Linked DNA regions of Zea mays: regions 1 and 3 are each linked to region 2. A link is a contact called in public Hi-C data. All regions are on one chromosome and are shown on one strand. Each heading gives the region's core, a stretch centred on a gene start, on an enhancer-like site or on the middle of the called end of the contact. The rest is flanking DNA. Distances are from core to core; before and after follow the strand shown.

Region 1 (3,651 bases), core at 442-2,941, 240 kb after region 2:
TGTTCTATGTGACACATATTAAACTTTATTCAAGGGAACCAAACACCCCTTTAGTTATAAATGTTTTTTATCTTTCTTCTCTCTTTGATATCTTAGGAGGAGAAAATGACGTAAATCGATAATCATGTTGTCGGGTGCCATAATTAGGGGTACCCAAATCACAACCCAAAAGTGCTAAGACGCTTGGGTAAGAAGGGGTTACAAGCAAACACACTCCCAACTTTACCAAGGACACACATAATCTAAATCATGACTTGCCTGAGACCAACCTCGGGCGGGAAACGTGTTTCCGACTCGCCCGAGAGCGTCTCGTGCAACACTCTGGGGCATGCCCACCTTGGCCAACCGCTCTAATCCCAGAACGTGTGTATCTAATGTAGTCCGTACGACCACCTGCCCCGCTAAAGGTGCCAAAGTCAACAAAGGACGACACGACCATGGTATAATATACTTTTACCACCCACAACGATGGTCAGAGCGCGAATACAGGGTACTATTCCCTCACTCCGACCACTGTTTCAGCCACCCGAAGCATAACTACATGCAACATCTAATCTTGATCTCGGCCTCGAAAGAAATCTTCACCTTGCCCGAGCTTGACATCGGCCAAACTGTCCCAACAGGGAAGCATGCGCATTAAATGCTACTTGTTCTCCCACGAACCCCGTCGAAGACAAGAAGGCTATAGAAACAATAAGATCGGTGTCCAATCTACTTTCCGATCCCAAGACAAGGCCTAGGACCTCTCCTCCCCGACGGGGTCCCTCCCGGGAGCGAGATCCAGACGCTGCCGACGAACTTCGCCGCCCATGCGCACGTGCGGATCATCCGGCTCGTCAGGCAGGAACCCGAGCCCTGCGTCAGGTCGCGGACCGTCCGCGCATCCGCAGAGAGCATCGCCGCCGATTCTCACCGCAGTGATTGGCGCCCGGATCGACGCCAACAACTTCATTTAGATCTCCACTCACATTTGGGCCCACTCAATATTTAGGCTTAGTCTATTTGTTTATTAAGCTGGTTGAGTAGATCCACCATAAAGCTATTCCAAAGAGCATTTCAAACAATTTTCTCACCACTAGTGGTTCCTAGATCCAAGATAGAGCAAGCTAGACCTGAAACTGCAGAACTATTTTTTGAAGCTGAAGCTATTCCAAAAAAAAAACTTTAAACTTGGGGATCCAAACACCCCATAAAAAGCTTTGGCGCAAATAATACTCTATGGAGCTGCTCAATGCGCTCCCAAGCACTTTCTCTTATCGAGATTCGACTTGGAGGCACCCATCTCTCGCAGTCTCGCTCGCTTTGTACCTCCCGCCCCTCACACGGCGACGGCAGCGGCCCGCGTTCGCGCCTTCTCTCTCCTACGCAAACCAGCACGGACCGCACCGCAGTGCTGCCGTACGGTGGGGGTGAAATGACGGCCGACGGCGCCGCGGAGTGGCAAACTCGTAGATATCTCGCGAAAGCGGCCCGGAAGACACAGCGATCTGCTTTCCACGCCGGACTCCGTTGCAGCCGGCCACCTTTTCCTCCCTCCTTCCCCTCTCCTAGTCTCCTTTCGCCTCCGAATTCCGATCACCAAAAAAAGGCCTTTCTTTTCTTTTCGTCGCCCTCTCGGTGCTCTGCTTCGCTGCGTCGCCCGCCCGTCTCTAAAAGCCTTGTGTGGATCGTGGACGCCGACGCGGCCGCAGCAGCAGCCACGGGACGGGAGTAGAGGCGCAGAGAGAGAGAAAGAGAGAAAGAGAGAGAGGTTGTGCTCGCTGCCTGCCGCTGAGAGACGGATGAAGAAGTGCCCATCGGAGCTGGAGCTGGAGGCTTTCCTCCGCGGCCGGGAGGACGCCACGGCGGCGGCGGCGGCGGCGGTGGCCGAGCAGAAGCCTACGCACGACATCGCTGCGCTGGCGCCGTTCGGCGCCGGTGGCGTGTTCCCCTCCAGCGATCTGTCCGCCTTCAGCTTCGCTGACTCGGTGAGTAGAGAGAGAGAGAGCAGAGCAGAGCATCTTACTAGACGCTGCGTTGCGTTGCGTGCATAATCGGAGCATGCAAATTCTCTGATTTCTAGTCATTATAAATTGGCGCTTCAGATCTCTTCTTGCATCAGTGTTAGAAATCCCACTCTTCGTGACATGTGGATCAGTGGACGAGATCTTGTTAATCTAGGATGAAAATTTTTCCCCCCACTGATTCACCCGACCATGCTTTCACGTTGTCAATAACAAATTTTATGATCACAACTGTATCTCTTGAACCCTAAGCATGTCGAAGCAAACCAGTGGGAGTCTTCTCCTAAACCCATAATTTCCTTCAAAAGCATCCATAATTCTCAACCCAAGGCTCTAAGAACCGATACAAGTACTACTTGGTTCTGAATCACGCGTTGAGGATCAAATTAAGCATGACCTGACCATAGAAAAGATCGAGCGCTACTGTATTTTACACTGCCGTAGACCTTGATACGGACGAAGATAACCCCAACGATCAAGTTTGCTTTTTCTTTTGTTTTGTTGTTTTTTGTCCGAGCAGAACACCCTCAATGGAACTGGAAACATCCATAATCACCTTTGGTCCCATAACCACAACGTCAGGCATCCCGCAGTCTCCACGACGATCGAGTCGCAGTCGTCGATCTGTGGTACGTATCGCTGCACGCTGCTTCCGTCTTCGGCTCCGCTCTTCCACTTTTTTGTTTTTTTTTTTTTGGTTCAGAGCAACAATTAGTTCGAAGATCATTCAGAACAGTGCGCAGTGCCTTCTGTGCTACGGATTTGAAAATCATTCAGAACTTGTGGTTTTTGAATAAAACCAGCTGCAGCCGCTAGGCAACTCGCGGTTTCGACAGAAATCAGATGTTGCAGCAGACAAGTTGGGCTTAAATAATTGTAGGGAGTAATCCTAGGTTAGTTTCCCTGTTCTTTCTAGTAGCTCACAGTACCAAGTTCAATCATTGGCATGCAGCAGCTGCAGCAGCAAGTCCAACATCGGCTACCAACCTGTACCTGAAAGAGAGCCAGGCTCTGGGCGGCACGAGTGGTTCCGACTCCGACAGCGATTCGCTGCTGGACATCGAGGGTGGCCCGTGCGAGCAGAGCACGAACCCACAGGACGTGAAGAGGATGCGACGGTGAGCATGGACAGTCATTGCTCTCCCTCAGCCTTTTTTTTTTCTTACTCACTGTTGGCACTCTATGGTCATGTCTACAGAGCAGAAGTTAGGATTGGAGTCTAGTGTAAGCTAAAAAAAAATTAAAATGCTTGTCTCAAATCACAGGATGGTGTCGAACCGTGAGTCTGCTCGACGGTCCAGGAAGAGGAAGCAAGCCCACCTAGCTGACCTTGAGACACAGGTAATTCTGTCATTGTTTGGCTACTGCAAAGAAAATGAAAATTGTCGTGTTATAAGCTTCCATAGATGCTGCTGATTTGAACCTGGAAATGCATTTCTCTGACCTCCTTGGGGAACAGGTCGACCAGCTGCGAGGCGAGAACGCGTCGCTCTTCAAGCAGCTGACGGACGCCAACCAGCAGTTCACGACCGCGGTCACGGACAACAGGATCCTCAAGTCGGACGTGGAGGCCCTCAGAGTCAAGGTGAGGCCGCCGCCGGTCACACTGTTCGTCGCAGAGCCCCCCGTGCAGCTCCCTCGGTAACTA
Region 2 (3,529 bases), core at 722-3,221:
TCCAAGAGAGATGCAGGAAAGCTCTCATTACCGATCATAAATGTGCCATTTCTTCCATCCTCTGTAAGAACAAATATCTCATCAACGCACAAGGGAACAGTTCAAAATTTCAATTCTTAAATACATATCTAGTCTAGCGTAGAGTTCAAGTTATATGCTCACAAATAAGAGGGGCCATAGTGTTTCGCTGTGATGCACATAGTGGATGTAATATCCAATGAATCACATATAATCTTTGCCTCACTCTGAAGCTAAAAATTCCTAAAAAAAACAAACTCTCAAGCTAAAAGCTTCACAATAAGGACTTACCATGCCCAACGTGAAACAAATTTAACTGTTTGGAGTCATACTTAGTTACTGATCTTGAGTTATTTCTGAGACTACCAACAGCAATCTAACTATTTCATGATTTCATCTGAATCAGAGAATGTGCTGCATGAAGCATATGTGAGCCAAGTAATGCTCCCAAACATCTTATGTAGGAGAAGAGAGAAATCATTAAACACAGGGAAACATGATTTGCAAAGTACAATTAACAAAAGCATGAAGCACAACACTTGGATTCCTAATTTTTGAATTGTTCACCATTAAATTATTACATCAGCTGCTAAATATTGACCAATGCATCCCATAGTAAATGGATCTTCAGTACGTGATTAACATCAAGGCTTATCTAAAGGTAAAGCAATCAGATTGCTGAAACTGCTACCTTGAACCAGAACACAAGCTTGGAATGTTTTGCTCAGATTTGCTTCGACTGTCGATTATGAAAGAACCCTATTATTCTGATCGACTAACCTATAAATACTTAAGCACCTCAAGGAATTTCCAAATGAACAATCTCTTAAACTCACAAGCAAACTGATCCATGCTAAGTCAATAATCCCAACGCCAATTGCATAATAAACCAACAGTCTAGCACCACACATAAACCTATCACCACAAAGTCTGGAGCAAGAACAACCATCCTAATAATCTCAGCCACCTAGCGCAGGACAGGCACAATGGAGTGTGTGATCTCTGGCCTCTAATTCTTTAACGGTCATCTGTTCCAACAACTCCGAAGAACGGAACAGCAGTTAGTCATGCTAGGGCAAGACCCGGCATACCCAAGCCAAACTCCCAACGAGCTGTGGCAATCAGGACCAGAGAGCCACTAACATAAGTATATAACATCAATTAACAGAATAATAGCCTCACGCGTCGCCAGCGCCTTGGAAGCCCGAAGCCCCCACATACCACGGGTTACCAGCCTCACGCGTTCCCGGCGCTTGGAAGCCCCACTGCACCTGACCTGACTTCTTAATTCCGTTTAAAAGTCTACAGGCACGTAATTCCCGAGCAGCAAATTCATGAACCGCGGTTTCCGAAGGGGCTTCTTGCCTAGTACACGCTAGGTTTTCGGAGAAAGGGGGTAGGATTCGAGGATGAGAGACGGGGGAAATGAGGTAAACTAACCTGAGAAGGAGAGGTCCAGGGAGGCCTCGTCGGGGTTGGAGGAGGAGGCGGCGGATTCATTCATGAGGCGCTCGATCCGCTCTGCGACGGATGGCGGCACGCGGAGGATGAACTGCTCCTCCATCGCAGTCCCAAATCCACTGGGACAGTGGATCGAAACTTAGGGATCTCTGACTCAAGCGAAATAACACTAATCAGGAAGAGACAGTGGGGAACAAGGAAAATAAAGGAACAAGAACTAAGGGAGCAGAGAAGATCGAGAATAGGTAAGGCCGGAAGGAGATAAACTCATCGACTCACCGTTCGCTGGAGGTCGCGAGACCCACGCTGTGCCGCTGATTTTCTCCACTGTCCCGAGTCACGCAGACTCCGTGGTGGCTCTTCTCGCGCGGAGCAGCAGTCTGGCGGAGAAAGAAGCACTCTCTGGCTTGGCACTGGTTTCCGCGGAGGCTCGTCGCCGGCGAGAGAAATAGGTAGCAATTATTTCACGCTGGGCAGGTTAACGCCGTGCGTGCCGCTTGTTGTGCTAGTCGGGCCTAATTGTTACACGGAGTGATAATATTCTAAGACCAACTCCAGCAGTCTGCCTCTCCGTATCCCTAAAACGCGCGGCCAACACATTCTCTCTCCTCTCCGTATCCGTCTCCGTTTCCAGCAACACTCCCCATCCCACTCCGCATGCAGTCTATGACACCTGGGGCCCGCCAGCAGGCGCGCGCGCACGCAGAGAGCTGCGGAGAGGAGAGAGAAAGTGTGGAAATGGGGAGTGCAGGGACACGACGTCCATTTTGCGGAGAGGGATGCGGAGCCTGCTGGAGCGCGCAATAGTGCCTCAGACCGTGCAAAATGCGGATGCGGAGTGGGATACGGAGTCTTGCTGGAGTTGGTCTAAGACTTAGAATACTATGCGCTGTACCGCGGGTTGATAACCTAGAACTAGAGAGGCTCTTAAGCAAAGTTGTCGTGGCCGAAGGGTAACTTTCTATCCAATCTGTCGGATCATACATCAACGACTCAGACCAATTCAACCCTAAACCGAAACGGTATGGAACGTTGTCCGCCAGATGACGATCGACGATCACGTTTTAATGAAGCAGGATGTGATCTGCACCGCAGGATCAAAGATCTACGACCACGCGAGCCACTCAATCGAAGGGGTATGGTCTTCTAATCATGGCATTCAAACACAGATCTAATCATGGCCACTGAATTGAAAGCTGTTTGCAGCAGATGGCGAACACAATGACTGAAATGCAAGCTCAGATGCAGCAAGAATGCCAGGAGATGCGTCAGGAGCGACAGGAAATGCGACAAGAGATGAGACAAGAACGACTGGAACAACAGTAGCAACCACCACTACCTCCACCATCACCACCAGTTCCACCTCGGGACAAACACCGGGAATTCATGAGTCACAAGCCACCTACATTCTCCAGCTCTTCAGATCCTGTACATGCTGATGATTGGCTGAAATCAGTGGAGAAGATGCTTAGTATTGCTCAATGCACAGATCGGGAGAAGGTGCTCTATGCGTCGGGTTGTCTCACTGGCCCCGCTGCTTATTGGTGGGACTACTACATTGCTGCTCATGCTGCTGCTAATACTATTACCTAGGCAAAATTTTCTACATAATTCAGAAACTACCATATTCCTGCTGGCCTGATGCAAATAAAGAAGGAATTCTTATCACTGAATCAAGGCAACATGTCAGTCAGTGAATACAGTGATAAATTTATTCAGCTGTCGAGGTATGCTCCAGATGAGGTTGCTGATGATGAAATGAAGAAGGAGCATTTCATGGAGGGACTTGTTGGGCCACTTCAGTATCAACTGGTTTCTCACACCTTCCCATCTTTCCAGAGGCTTCTGGACAAGGCTATAGCTAGTGAACACAAACGTGTTCAGCTCGGCGAGATGAAGAGGAAGGCTATCACCTAGGGGTAGGGGAGCAGTAGCATCCGTCCTCGCTATGTTCCACCCCAGGGTACACCAGCTCATCCTGGAGGAGGGCAACATCCTGCTCAGTATACACCACAGGCGACTCCACAAACTCCACATACTCATCAGGCTG
Region 3 (3,419 bases), core at 870-3,369, 140 kb after region 2:
GAACATATCGAAGCTAGCATCAGACGGACCATATCTAGCTTTTAACATCAATAGCTTTAGCATAGACCGGAGCGCCATGAACTCATTTGTACAGCCCTTAGACTCATCGTACAAAGGCTCTTCTGCTGCCTTCATCAGGGACTCCATATCTTTCATAAAGAACATCGATGGATTTGTATGACAACACAATATTGCCTCTAACAACGTACTCTGCATCTTCCTCATTCATAACATTTGGCAGAACATGAGTTCTATCACATTCATTTCCTCTAGCGTAACCTTGATCAGTAACATTTAGCACTACATGTTCGCTCTGTGTAAGAGGTTGTTGTATCTTGTGAACGACCTGAAATCTGTCATCGAAGTTCGCTGGGTTTCCAGTTGTATAAGGCGATGAGCTACCCTCTCCATGCTTTGTCCAAATTATGTAATCCTTCATAAATCCTTGGCATACCAGATGAGATATGATTTGTTCTCTATCGTCAAATACAACAACATTTTTGGTAGTCCATGCATAGACAATATATGTGCTTTGTCTTTGTTCTCCATGCATGGTTCGTAGCGACATCAATAAACATATAGATCTCGGATATGTATGATGGATCTAGCTTTGATAAGTTATACATCCAGGATGTCCTCTCCATCATCACCTATAAAAAAGTAACATAAACACACAAGAACACAAATTGTCAAGAGAAATATAAATCAACATTTCCTAACAACTAAATATATCATGGATAAACAAAAATTGGCAAAAGAAACATAAACCAACATTTCTTAGCAACCTTCTTCCAAAAAATAAAGATCAAAACCTACCCCCTTGTATTTTGTGAAATCTGGCCATCCAATGGAAGTTGGGCTACGAGCTATAGTTCCTGTCGGGAAGGATGAAGGGGTGAAACCCTATATCCAAAATATGGGTAAAATAGAGGGAAAATGAACAAAAATTGGCAAGAGAAACATAAACCAAACTTTCCTAGCTATACTCTTCTCTGTAACACATGGTGAAGGCCGAGTTCCAAAATGTAGCTAAAAGTGAGCAAAAATGAATAATAATTGGCAATTGAAACATAATGAAACCAACCTTTCATAGCAACTAATAAAAAAATCTTAATTACCAAACATATCTTCCCTCTCTCCATACAACACATGCACCATTCATTAACAAACTAAATAGGTCATGGATAAATCGATTTGAGAACTAAACATGAAAAAGGAGAGAGGATAGACAAAATCTAACCATCTTAAGCTACCACATTTGAGGAAATAGAGAAAATAACCTAGCTATACTCTTTCTCTCACATATATGGTGAAACCCTATATCCAAAATGTGGCTAAAATTGAGCAAGAATGAACAAAAATTAACATTGGAGACATAAACCAACCTTTCATAACAACTTTCTTCCAAAAAATGAAGAACAAAATCTCTCTCCTTGTATTTTGTGAAATCTAGACCTCGAACATCGTCTTCAATGGAAGTTGGCTGTGAGCTACAGCTCTTATCGGGGAGGACCAAAAGGTATTCATACTACTAAGGTCACTGTCGGGTGGTTAAGAACCGCCAGTGAAAACTTATTTTCATTGACGATTGGTATAACAAAACCGTCAATGATAATCTAATTTTCACTGGCGGTTTCATAAGTCGGCCCCACCTATTTATTTTTCACTGGCTCGTGGTAATTGAAACCGCCAGTGATAATCTAATTTTCACTGGCGGTTTCTTAAACCTACCTCACCTATTTATTTTCATTAGCGCGCGTTAATTGAAAACACCAACGAAAATTTGTATGTGTTGTAGGCTTTGAACTCTTTTGCACTAGCGCAGGCCACAATATAGCCTAATATATTTTCACGGTACATTAGGCATGTTCTGCCGAGTGGCTTTTATAAAAGTCTACTACGTGCTACAACACAGTAGAATATGCTAGTTCAATTTGATATCGAATTATCGATAAACAATATGGTGCGCTCGCGTCAGCAAAGAGTTCTCAGCGAGGCGGCCGGAGCACTGTGCGCCGCCGGTTTTTATTTGTTCGCGAGCGATTCTACTTGAGCCACGATCTTTCCAGCCCCCACAGACAAACGACGCACACAGTCCCTGTCGGGGTCATGTACCTGGGCCGGTCGACAGGGGGGGAAAGGGGAGGTTCCCTCTTCCTTCGTGGCTGGCTGTGGCTCACAGTGACCTGCGCCGCAGGAAATCTTCCTGAGCCGTACGTAGACCTTCTTCAAGTGTATTTTTATGGCCTTATGGGCGTGCACGATATGATACGGCGTATGCCAATCTGTTAGGTGTGCCAGCCACGAGAAGCTTGTGGCAGACGACGCCGGCCGGCCACTCGAGATGGTTTTCTATAAAAGTTGTTTTAGAAAAGGTCTCCGATTCTAAACCTTTTTTAGATTATAAAAACTACATGAATACTCCCTCCGTTTCATTTTAGTTGTCGCTGGATAGTGCAAAATTTAACTATCCAGTGATAACTAAAAAGAAACGGAGGGAGTACCATTGTACTCCTGTAATATAAGCACTCCATTCTAATCTATAATTCATTTTAATCTATAATTCGTTTGACTCTTTTATCATAAGTTTGACCGGCTGGTTATACTAAAATGCTTCATAATTATTGTTAAGTTTTTGTTGCGATATGGTCTAGCGTATAATATATACTTTGAGTATGGCTTTGATTTTTCCATTTTCCAGCAAAAAAGTTTGAATAAGATGAGCCGGTCAAACCCGACATAAAAAGTCAAACGAATTATAAATTGGAACGGAAGGAGATCAGTTATATATATATATATATATATATATATCGTTGCCAAACAGATTTTGCAGATAAATAATAATATCGCCATCAATCTGGTTTCGATCGAGTCTATTGGCATAGTGTGTACCATGATGATGGGACTCGGAGCATTGGGTTCGGCCGGTTGTGGATACTGCGTGCTACGCTACTTTTCTTTCTTTTTTGTTGTCTCCGGTTGATCGACGATAACACTAGATGCAAGTGATCATGATACGGATTAAAATTTGCGTGTCCCTCCTTTTCATGACGATCGCGACACGGAAATTGAGCGAGACCCGTCCACATTGGATCTATCGCAGGGAAGATATCGTTTCTTTAGTCGTCTCATTCACCAAGTGCTGCTATCAGAAAGCTTTTCATCAATCTAATTTCTATAAACCAAGTAATAAACTGGTATGTTTGTAGCCAATTTAATTTCTATAAATCGGTTTCTTAAAAAACTGGATAAATAGGGCCTCAGTTAGTTTATATCTCATGACCAATGAAATAGTACAGTTGTAGTGGTAGAGCGTAAAGGAAAAAGAGTGGTCACTTCTTTTTTGCCCATAAACAACAACGAAAGGTGATTAGGAGATAGAAGAAGCAGTATCTTAATTATTGCCGAAACAAACTTCG

Evidence for each region. A called contact is a pair of places that touch in the nucleus more often than the background predicts.
Region 1: a Hi-C map of leaf shows a contact between it and region 2, with 6 times the contacts expected there. The contact joins the promoter of LOC100192650 here to the promoter of LOC100193879 in region 2. A contact is called at or near these places in 9 of 25 Hi-C or Micro-C datasets (ear, endosperm, leaf and 3 more).
Region 3: a contact with region 2 is called in a Hi-C map of tassel, with 3 times the contacts expected there. The contact joins the enhancer-like site here to the promoter of LOC100193879 in region 2. A contact is called at or near these places in 5 of 25 Hi-C or Micro-C datasets (bundle sheath, ear, leaf and 1 more).

Annotation. Positions count from the first base shown.
Region 1 is chr5:89,133,798-89,137,448 of Zm-B73-REFERENCE-NAM-5.0, forward strand. It overlaps LOC100192650, which reads left to right and starts at 1,692. Exons shown (of 6, transcript NM_001137862.1): 1 at 1,692-1,967; 2 at 2,524-2,632; 3 at 2,956-3,121; 4 at 3,269-3,344; 5 at 3,463-3,588. The coding sequence starts at 1,782.
Region 2 is chr5:88,892,299-88,895,827 of Zm-B73-REFERENCE-NAM-5.0, forward strand. LOC100193879 (Transcription initiation factor TFIID subunit 7) reads right to left here and starts at 1,972. Exons shown (of 6, transcript NM_001138956.1): 1 at 1,759-1,972; 2 at 1,459-1,628; 3 at 1-61. The coding sequence starts at 1,582.
Region 3 is chr5:89,034,817-89,038,235 of Zm-B73-REFERENCE-NAM-5.0, forward strand. No RefSeq gene overlaps it. Among protein-coding and RNA genes, the nearest start is that of LOC103626679, 4.3 kb to the right of the region's middle. Within about 2 kb of position 2,120, at least 15 of the 20 cell types and tissues checked have an H3K27ac peak or open chromatin away from gene starts, as enhancers often do. A contact at or near this core is called in bundle sheath, ear, leaf and 1 more, where this site is marked.